2 separate regions of the Sus scrofa genome follow, and region 2 is linked to region 1. A link is a contact called in public HiChIP or PLAC-seq data. All regions are on one chromosome and are shown on one strand. Each heading gives the region's core, a stretch centred on a gene start, on an enhancer-like site or on the middle of the called end of the contact. The rest is flanking DNA. Distances are from core to core; before and after follow the strand shown. Region 1 overlaps CDK6 (a long non-coding RNA gene). Region 2 overlaps CDK6 (a long non-coding RNA gene).

Region 1 (4,808 bases), core at 1,623-4,122:
TGCTCAGCCTCTAACCAGACTCCTGGATCAGTTTTAGCCTTTGTGGTGACTGTGGTGGGGTGGAGGGGAAGAGACACCAGGAACCCTGCGACAATTAGTCACTACTTCAATATTGAGTCATGTGGCCATCCTGCCCAGTCGGCTGTGACCTAAGTTCATACTTTGTGCTCTTAGGCATGAGGCTTTGCCTAAACCTCAGCACTACAGGTCCTATGTTTTTTGACTCTGAGTTCTTCTTCTTCTTCTTCTTTTTTTTTTTTTGTCTTTTTAGGGCCACACCCGAGGCATTGGGAGGTTCCCAGGCTAGGAGTCTAATCTGAGCTGTAGCCGCTGGCCTATGCCACAGCCATAGCAATGCAGGATCCGAGCCGCGTTTGCAACCTACACCACAGCTCATGGCAACACTGGATCCTTAACTCACTGAGCCAGGCCAGGGATCAAACTTGTGTTCTTATGTATACCAGTCACATTCATTTGTGCTGAGCCACGACAGGAACTCCATTTTTGACCCTGAATTCTTCAAATGCCTAGGGTTACCTCTGACAAGAAGTCACCCCTTATCCTGTTCTAGAAAAATGATGCCCCAAGGCACTTTAACAGTATGAACAAAAATAACAGTGGCCAAGTTTTGCTAAGCATAGGCAGTGCGAAACAAAAACTCACTACTTTACATGTGCTGTTTTATTTAACCTCAGATTAACACTAGGTGAGAGGTCTATATTAATATCCTCATTTTACAGTTGAGGAAACTGAGGTCGAGAGATGGTTAATAATGAGTCACCATTAGCCAACTAAGAAGTGACAGAGATGAAACTAGATGCTCCAAAGCCAGAGCTTGCAACCACTTCACTAGACTGCAGCCTCAGAGATGGAACTGTTAGTGGATTGGAGACTCTGAACAAAAATTCCAGGTTTTTTTTTCTTTAAAGAAAAAGTAATGAATGGAAACCACTCTGGTAAGCTGGATGTTGAGACCAAGTGGTGTTGCTTATTTGAATCTAAGAGAGGGATGGAGGGATCCTAAGGAACCGTGAGTCCACTAAGAACACGAAACAAGTCTGCCACACGGGACTTCAAGTATTCCTTCATTCCTTCAGCATCTTGAGAATCTGGAAGGCTCTTCACTGCTGAGTGCAGGGAACATAGGAATGAGGGAACTGATGTGGTCCCTGATCTTGTAGGGCTTATAGTTCAGATACGGAGAAAGGAAAGCAATCTGTAAAGGGTGAGTATTATGAAGAAAATAAGATGCTCTGGTGAAGAACAGTGTGGTTAGGAAAGGCCTCTCTAAGGAGGTGACATTTAACCTAAAGGATGACACAGAAGAGGAAGAGCTGATGAGGTCTATTCATTTCTCTTTCATCTTTAGCAACAACTGGAATTTTCAAGTGCTTTTCAAGGGTTGTTGACAACTCGGGTTCTGTTAAGCAGGTCAACCACTGCCTTACAATCCCATATGCTTTATCACTAATGCCTTCTCCACCCAGTTCAAAACATCACAAATATGACACAAATGAGATTTGACTATCCAGTCTAGAACGATCCTCATTTTTTTCCCCCTCCATACAAAGAAGCACTTCAGAATCAGGGACAAGACGAATGCTCTTTGCATCTCGCAGAGTTCATCCAAGTGTACTAGTTGTTTCTCCCCCGTGGAACTGTCCTATCAGCTTTAGGAAAGATGATGAAAGAAAAGAAATGGGCCCAGAGGATCCAGAGAAAACAAGGCCACACTTGCTTTTCATGTGGGCCCTTAGTGGGGAAGAGTGGAAGGCAAAAGCAGGGAACTGGGTCCAAATTTTTTTCTATCAATGCTGTGGTCTGAGGCACTCAAAACCAGAAGGCTTTTAGGGCCAGCACCGGGGAGTTCTGACCTGCCTTCTTTGCATTTCTGGAAATGGCTATTTCATTATTATCTTACAAGCAGAAATTCAGCAGCGTTAGCTGAAGGCAACAGCATGAAGACTCAGGGTCTTCTTTTATTAGAATCCAACTGCGCTTTTCTCTGCAAGAAGGGACGCTCCCTGAGGATATGTGGGGTTGGAACTGGACGCCACACATAGCTAAGAAGGGGCATTTTGGATGTTTAGAGAATCATGATTATTTTTTCGGTGTGTGTGTACAAAGACTGTAATAAAATGGTCCCGTGCTTGCTTTCTTTTTCTTTTTCTTTCTTTTTTTTTTCTTTTTTTTTCCTTTTCTAGGGCCGCTCCCGTGGCATATGGAGGTTCCCAGGTTAGGGGTCGAATCGGAGCTATAGCCACTGGCCTACGCCAGAGCCACAGCAACGCGGGATCCGAGCCGCGTCTGCAACCTATGCCACAGCTCACGGCAATGCCGGATCCTTAACCCACTGAGCAAGGCAAGGGACTGAACCCGCAACCTCATGGTTCGTAGTCGGATTCGTTAATCACTGTGCCACGACGGGAACTCTGGTCCCGTGCTTTCTTTATGGAGCAATTTGATGTTCTGAGACCCTCTATTTCCTGGCTTCCAGAAACCTATTTTTCTCTCCATCATAATATTTCCTCTAAGTACAGAATAATTAACCCTCATGACTAATCTAGTCTCATAGGAAAAAGGCTTGTGAAACCTGTCTCTGGTGCCCATAATAAGTGTGCACAGAATAAGCACAGAAGGCCACGGTAAGTACTGTGTACAGAGTGAGAAGGCCCAAACTCCTTTCCCAAGGCCTAATCCACCCCGAGGCAGAGGGAGGAAAGCCAGTCCTCTAACTACTGGGGCAGCCATTTTCGAGGTTCCCTCTGTCACACAAAAATGATGCAGGACAGCTGCTCTCTGGCTCTCCTCCGTCTGCCAGGGGAACTCCACACCACCTGACCAAAGCTGTCACCACCTGAGGCTGCCACGTGGGCTCCAGATTGTGAGGGCATGGGGTCAGATAGGTGGCTTATGCTGTGCCACCGCAGTGCTGTGGATCCAGTGAGGCCAGTGGGCAGCCAGAGGCCTCTCTGGAACAGCTTGGCCACCTGTCTGCGAGGGAAGACAAATCCCATTTCATGAGGTTTGGCATGGAAAGCAAATCGTCCACTCCTATGTCCAAAAGCACTTGCGTGGTGGAAGGAAAAAGAGGAGAAAAGGGTAGACAGAGCCCAAGGGTGGATGTAAAACCGGATCTCTTCGGGGATGGACGTTCTGGTTAATCTGGTTTGAAATCAAGGTTTTTTTCACCCGGCTCTCATCAATCTTAAGCTGTATTTCCCAGGCTTTTAAGGTAATTCTCTTAATGAAGTAATGCAATGCCAAAGACATGGCATCACGGGGCTTTGCCCTTTCCTGCCTTTCAAAGGCCAACAAAACCATCATTCCCTAACACAGCCACACAGGAAAAAAGATAAAAGATGAGGCTTATCTTGTTGTTAAGCTATTGTGTTACCAGCATGTCAGCGGCACAAGAAAGATAAGCAAAGGCTTGCAAAATACGGTGACTGAAGCCTCACCTGATATGCAGTTTCTGTCTTGCTGAGGGCACACAAGATAATAAGATTTCAAACTCATTAGAAACTGTGCCTGTTCATGGTTTTAGAAGTGAGCTTCTACAACACAGGGAGAGCTCCTGATTACTTTGCAGTGAAGCCACCATCACAAACAGGATTTCCTAAAGAGGTCTTAGGGCAAGGAAGCTTCATTCTCACTTTGGCTCTGCCATCTGGGCGGCCCTGCTGCTCCGCCCCTACAGTAAACAGGCAGTTAGAGGGGACCAGGGAACACCCCTGCCTATTGTTCCTCAGTCCTCTCACTTCCCTTTCATCTCTGGTAATAGCTGGAATTTATGAGCACACACGCTGACCTTCCAAGCTTTTCCTTCAGGGTTTATTTACTTCTCAGATCCTCCTTAGAAGGGCTCCGTCTTTTGTCCCCCCCGCTCCCTTCCCCCCATTCCAGCTGTATTTTCCCAAAGGTGTGGCTTCCTCGCTGTGCACTGTTAAACTGAATGGAAGAGGAGTCATAAAGGCTGTGTGCAGTTCCAACGGTGATTGTGCACGAAAGACCCTATTTCTCATTTGAAACCTACCACTCCAGCTAGGGCTCGCTTTTCCAAGAATACACTGCTATTTTGGTGGCTTGCTTGATGAAGTCCTTCCTAAAGAACCAATCGAAGAGCTCCAACAATCCAGCTCACACCTAACTTCGTGATGTCTCTATTATTCCAGTCCACAGTAATACCGAACTTTTCTAAGCTCCCTTAGTATTTAAACCTGCACCAGGTAGCTGAGCATTTACCTATGTTGAGAGTCTGACACACTGCTTGTACTATTTAAAAAAGGCCTCAGTAAACTAACGCATCATGTCCGCTTTTCTTATTTTCTCAAATAGACTGTAATCTCTTTGAGGTCCTGGCCACAGACTTTGGTACGTGTAAGTGAGAAGTGATTTCACATCTTTGCTATCTCCCACAGGGCCCAGAATCATCTTAACCACCTAGTCCTTCAAAGAATATTTGAGAAATCATAGGAGCCCCTGGTTTCCGTGAGTTTCATTTCCTTCACATCAGAATTATCCAAAGGAACAGTGCTGGGACCAGCATCTATTTAATATGTTTACATCATTTCAGTTAGTAAAAAATGATGTAACATATCTAAATTAAAATTTGTGTGCTTTCTGGGGCTGTAAAATAAGAAACAAACCTCACTGAAGAAAAAATCTGAGATTGTGTGCCTAGGGAGAAATATGGTAAAACTATTTTGAAGAAGGCATAGACCAAATAATGCATTTGGCCCATTTTATGCCAAGCTACTCAGAATGATAGGCTCTGAGCTACCTGGGCTGTAATATGTTCATTTATT
Region 2 (4,616 bases), core at 1,966-4,465, 50 kb after region 1:
AGGTTCTCAGACTGGGGGCTGAATCGGAGCTACAGCTGCTGGCTATGCCATAGCCATAGCAACTTGGGATCTGAGTCACATTTGCACCCTAAACCACAGCTCAGGGCAATACTGGATCCCTGACCCACTGAGCAAGGCCAGGGATCAAACTCGCATCCTCATGGATACTAGTCGGATTCATTCGTTTCTTTTTTTTTTTTTTCTTTTTTTTCTTTTTGGTCTTTTTGCTGTTTCTTGGGCCGCTCCTGCGGCATATGGAGGTTCCCAGGCTAGGGGTCCAATCGGAGCTGTAGCCACCGGCCTACACCAGAGCCACAGCAACTCGGGATCCAAGCCGTGTCTGCAACCTACACCACAGCTCACGGCAACGCCGGATCCTTAACCCACTGAGCAAGGGCAGGGACTGAACCCGCAACCTCATGGTTCCTAGTCGGATTCGTTAACCACTGCGCCACGATGGGAACTCCGGATTCATTCGTTTCTGCTGCTCCACGATGGGAACTCCTTTACTCACTTTCACTTCTGGTACATCTACGATATTTTTTCATCACTGCTCTTCACAGGGTACCTCTTGTACCTTTTCAGTTGGAACTGTTACCCCATTTACCACATTATAACGAACTACAAACCTCTTGTGCATAATCTGGTTCTCCTAACACTGCATATCCCTATCACTGGGCACTTAACTCTTACACGAAGGTCATGTGCAAACAGTGTCTGATGAGAATGATTTACAGGAGCTTTGAAAATTATAACAGGAAAGTATTTTGCTCAGTCCCAAACTCTTTTTTTGTAGGATACGTTTTCTCTGTTGTGTTGCTGCAACACACATAGATAAGGGAGATTTGCTTTTCTTACCTAGGTTAATGGGAGGGAACATGTAGGGGGAGAAATGGAGTCCCCCTACATGTCCCACTGAAAACCTGGGAATGGCAAGGCTCACAGGATAAGCCCAAGGGCTCCAGGGTACCCCATCAGCACTGCCTCCTCTTCTATCTGATGGGCTCTCGGACGCTAAATTCTTTAATAGTTCTTCTAGCCAAAGTTGACTCCATAACTGGATACTCTTTTTTTGGTGAATAGCTTTGCCAGGAGACTGCCTTTGCTTTCAGTCTTTATGAGGAACCAACTCTTAGGTTTATTTTTCTGTTTTACTTGCTTTGTTTTCTAATTCTTTCATTTATGTTTCAAACTTTATTTACTCCAGTCTCCTGATTTATATAGGTATTTTTCTAATGAATTTATCATTCTGTCCTTCAACAATGTTTCCGTTTTTCACAATGAGCATATATAACATTTATCTTCAAAAAACAATAAATCCAGTAGATGCCAGTTGAAAAACACCTCTTTTTATGGTCCCTGGATTGAAGGCTTTTATCTTTATATTCAATCTTTCTTATCCAGTCATAAAAGCATTTTGTGCTCTCAATTAGCCTCGGTATATAGCTTTGGTTATACTGTCCAATTTGATGTAGAGTTCACTGCTTTAATGTGAAGTCGCTCTCACTTGAGAACATGTTAATAAATAGGTGACAGAAAAAGGAGGATTCTACAGAAATTGAGAGAAACTTAATCACAGTAAAATTGAAGCATGACAAGCTGAGCTGCTGAGCAACTGAAATGCCTTGGAAACAAGTAGAGACCAAGACCTTGTGTTACTTCCTGCTCAGGTACAAAGACATCTGCTCATGATCACTTACGTCGGCTTCGACTCATGATGTGACAATCAGCCATTTATTCATCCCATCTTTGGTCATCAGTGAACCCATCGCACAGTACAGGGGGTACAGGAGATGGAGTAAGAGAGTGAGTCCTGGACTGAGCTGTGGAGACGTGGGTGTTAGTTTCAAACAGACAACCAAATAACCTCTGTGTACTGTCTTGCAAAAAAAAGTCATTCTATATCTTTGGACCCCGGTTTCCTCAATGATAAAATCAAGAGATCACGTCACATTATTTCTAAAGTCCTCCTGGCCCTAGAGTCCAATAATCAAGAACAAATAAACTCTACCTGCACAGTGACACTAGCGGACACTGCACTGTGGACCCATGCATCCGAGTCAGTGAGGCTGCTCCCAGAACCTTCACAGTTAGAGAGGAATAAGTACAGGACATTAATAAGTACACAACAGACTTTGGGATTCCATAAAGCAAAACTGAAATTCCAGAAGAGACTGGGAAAAACCTTTCAGAGTATATTTCGGCTCAGGAGGCAAAAGGCAAAGACACACATCTCTTATCAGCTGCAGCGAGAGGCTAGAGGAGAGTTGTGTCTGCATTTCTATGCAATGTGGTGGGGGCTGTTGTTGGTCTTTTCAGAATAAAACATCATTATTCAAGGAGGAGTGCATAGTGACTGACCTTTCAGTAGGCAAGCAAACAAATTTATTACAAAATGTGCTCACAGTTGTCATTTCAGAAGAAAAGGCTAAGATTTTATATGCCTGCTTCTGAAATAGTCACTTAAAAAAAAAAAAAAGAATGGCACAGGGTATAATTTTTTCTGCCCTGACCCACTGTAACATGTGGATTGATCAAAATGAATTCCCTATTTGTGTTAGAAACATTAGAAATCACTGAAGAGAAAAACTATTATGTCAAATGACTGAAATTACATGAAATTACTTAAAATGGGGGAAGATCTGAACCCCCCTATAACACATGAAAACATTCAGGAGGGAGAAATTTAAGCTACATCTATTGTCTCTGGAAATTTCATTCTGTTCTCACACAACTGAATCAATGAAGGTTATTTATAAATATGTAGCTAATAGACTTTTGAAGAACCAGATATGAATGGCAGCATACATATATGAACCTTCTTGGTTTCTTTTAAACATCATCAAACGATGGTCCTAGGACTAAGACGACTTTATTTAAATAAATTGAAAAAAAAAAAAACCCAAAACCCTGCAACTTTTTTGTTGATGACTGAAGAACTCTGAGTTTTAAGACAGAAAAACAAGAAGCAATGCTCAAGGTAATAAGTGCTTTCATGTTACCAGTTCTCATATCGGAGGGCACTGGATTGAGCTAAAGGACAAAGAGATAAGGGCAATATTGCGAGTTACTAACAAATGGCAGATAAAAGAGCTCTTCTGGGTTCTGATTAAGTGACAGCATTCTACACATTCTTTTGACTTGAGAAAGTCAGACGGAGAGCAGCAGCGAAGTTCCATGTGAAGCCCTGCTAAATAAGCATATCTGCATGCTTCCACATTCCAGCGGGACAGGGTTCCTGTCCTGGCCCCGAACAGAAACATGCTCTCTGTGCTCACAGCAAGAACCCGCCTGTGCCTCGGCTTCCATAAAAAAGCATAAATGTATATGCTGAAAGCACAGAGAGGTTTTGTGCTGTGGGATGTGGTGGCCGGGAGCCAATGTTTACAGTCCCCTGGGTGGGAAAGGCCGGGTGAAAGGCTCAGGACGGCAGGCTTTAAAAGTCTTTGCTGTTGCCGCCGGTGACCTTCGCCTCTGTTTTCAAAGCAGCTCTCAGGTTAACCCCTTGGAGTCTGCGTGCACGGGGGCTGCACAAAGGAAATACCTTTCTTTGAAGGACACCTCTCACACGCACATCGGTTTCTGATTTCAGTCGGGGCAGCTCAGAAACACTGGATAAAGAAGCATGTATTTAATCTGCTGTGGGACCCATGGGCGCGTCAGGGGTATCGGATCTGGATTTCCATGTGTGCAAGTGTTCCACAAAGTGAAAGTTTCCAGCTTCAGGCAATGGACTCAAGCTTACAAACTGGGGGATTGTGAAACACGAGCATATTTGGTCTCCCGGGGAGAAGGAAGCATCCAATTTATGCAGAAATGCTCTTTTCCTGGCTAGCCAATGAGAGGCGAGGCTATGAGAGTGGGGCTTCCTATAGGGATCTCTGGACTGGAAGAATGGTGCTTAAAATTAAAGACAGGCTAAATTGCTAACAGCCCAACTTAAAAAGCAGCTGAAGAGAAAAAGCCAATTGTAGAAATGAGAAGGGAGTTTTCCAGTTTTAAGTTAAAGCTGACCATATTCAAATTATTATTGAAGTTTCTACTGTTTCGGCTGAGGAGAATTAATAATCTTTTATACCTAATTTTTAAGACGTAAAGATCCTATTGAAAAAAACTTACCACATATGTGTGTATTTTAGTACAGTCTTTCCTAAATGACTCGAGAAGTTTTTCAATAGTAATATTATTTCAGGCCTTAAAATGTTTTCAGGACCTAAGATTTATTTTGAGAAAAAGTGGTCCGACGTCAGGGACTCAGGTCTATTTTAACAAATGCTTTGGTCCACGAGAAGTTTTGTGGATTTAAAAATGTTTAGTACATATACATGGCTCATCATTAATAATGTTGTCCCTTTATTGAACGCACAGCACACTGAACTCCTGGGGTATGGAAATGAATTGTGCAATTCTAATATCCAGAGTCTATGAATCCCTAACACATGTTTAAGGTTAAGGGTTCAGACTTCTGGAGATGGAAGTGAAAAACAGCACACACCAGAAAATGTAATTGAAACGCACAAAAGTTATTAAAATAAGTCTTATGAAAATCATTCCATCAAATACGAGACCATAATGAGAGGATCTTTCCCTTAGCATTTGGAGGTGAAGTCATGGCC

What was found. HiChIP or PLAC-seq counts read pairs in DNA pulled down with a chosen protein or histone mark.
Region 2: an H3K27ac HiChIP or PLAC-seq map of skeletal muscle shows a contact between it and region 1. The contact joins two enhancer-like sites. A contact is called at or near these places in 4 of 47 Hi-C or Micro-C datasets (adipocytes, embryonic fibroblasts, fibroblasts and 1 more) and 2 of 2 datasets of contacts at active chromatin or transcription factors (alveolar macrophages and skeletal muscle).

What each region holds. Positions count from the first base shown.
Region 1 is chr9:72,561,154-72,565,961 of Sscrofa11.1, forward strand. All of the region lies in intron 5 of CDK6 (a long non-coding RNA gene), which reads right to left. Among named protein-coding and RNA genes, the nearest start is that of FAM133B, 60 kb to the left of the region's middle. Within about 2 kb of position 2,873, at least 19 of the 83 cell types and tissues checked have an H3K27ac peak or open chromatin away from gene starts, as enhancers often do. A contact at or near this core is called in omental adipose tissue and skeletal muscle, where this site is marked.
Region 2 is chr9:72,610,411-72,615,026 of Sscrofa11.1, forward strand. The region is part of intron 4 of CDK6 (a long non-coding RNA gene); the gene reads right to left. Among named protein-coding and RNA genes, the nearest start is that of FAM133B, 110 kb to the left of the region's middle. Within about 2 kb of position 3,216, at least 50 of the 83 cell types and tissues checked have an H3K27ac peak or open chromatin away from gene starts, as enhancers often do. A contact at or near this core is called in omental adipose tissue and skeletal muscle, where this site is marked.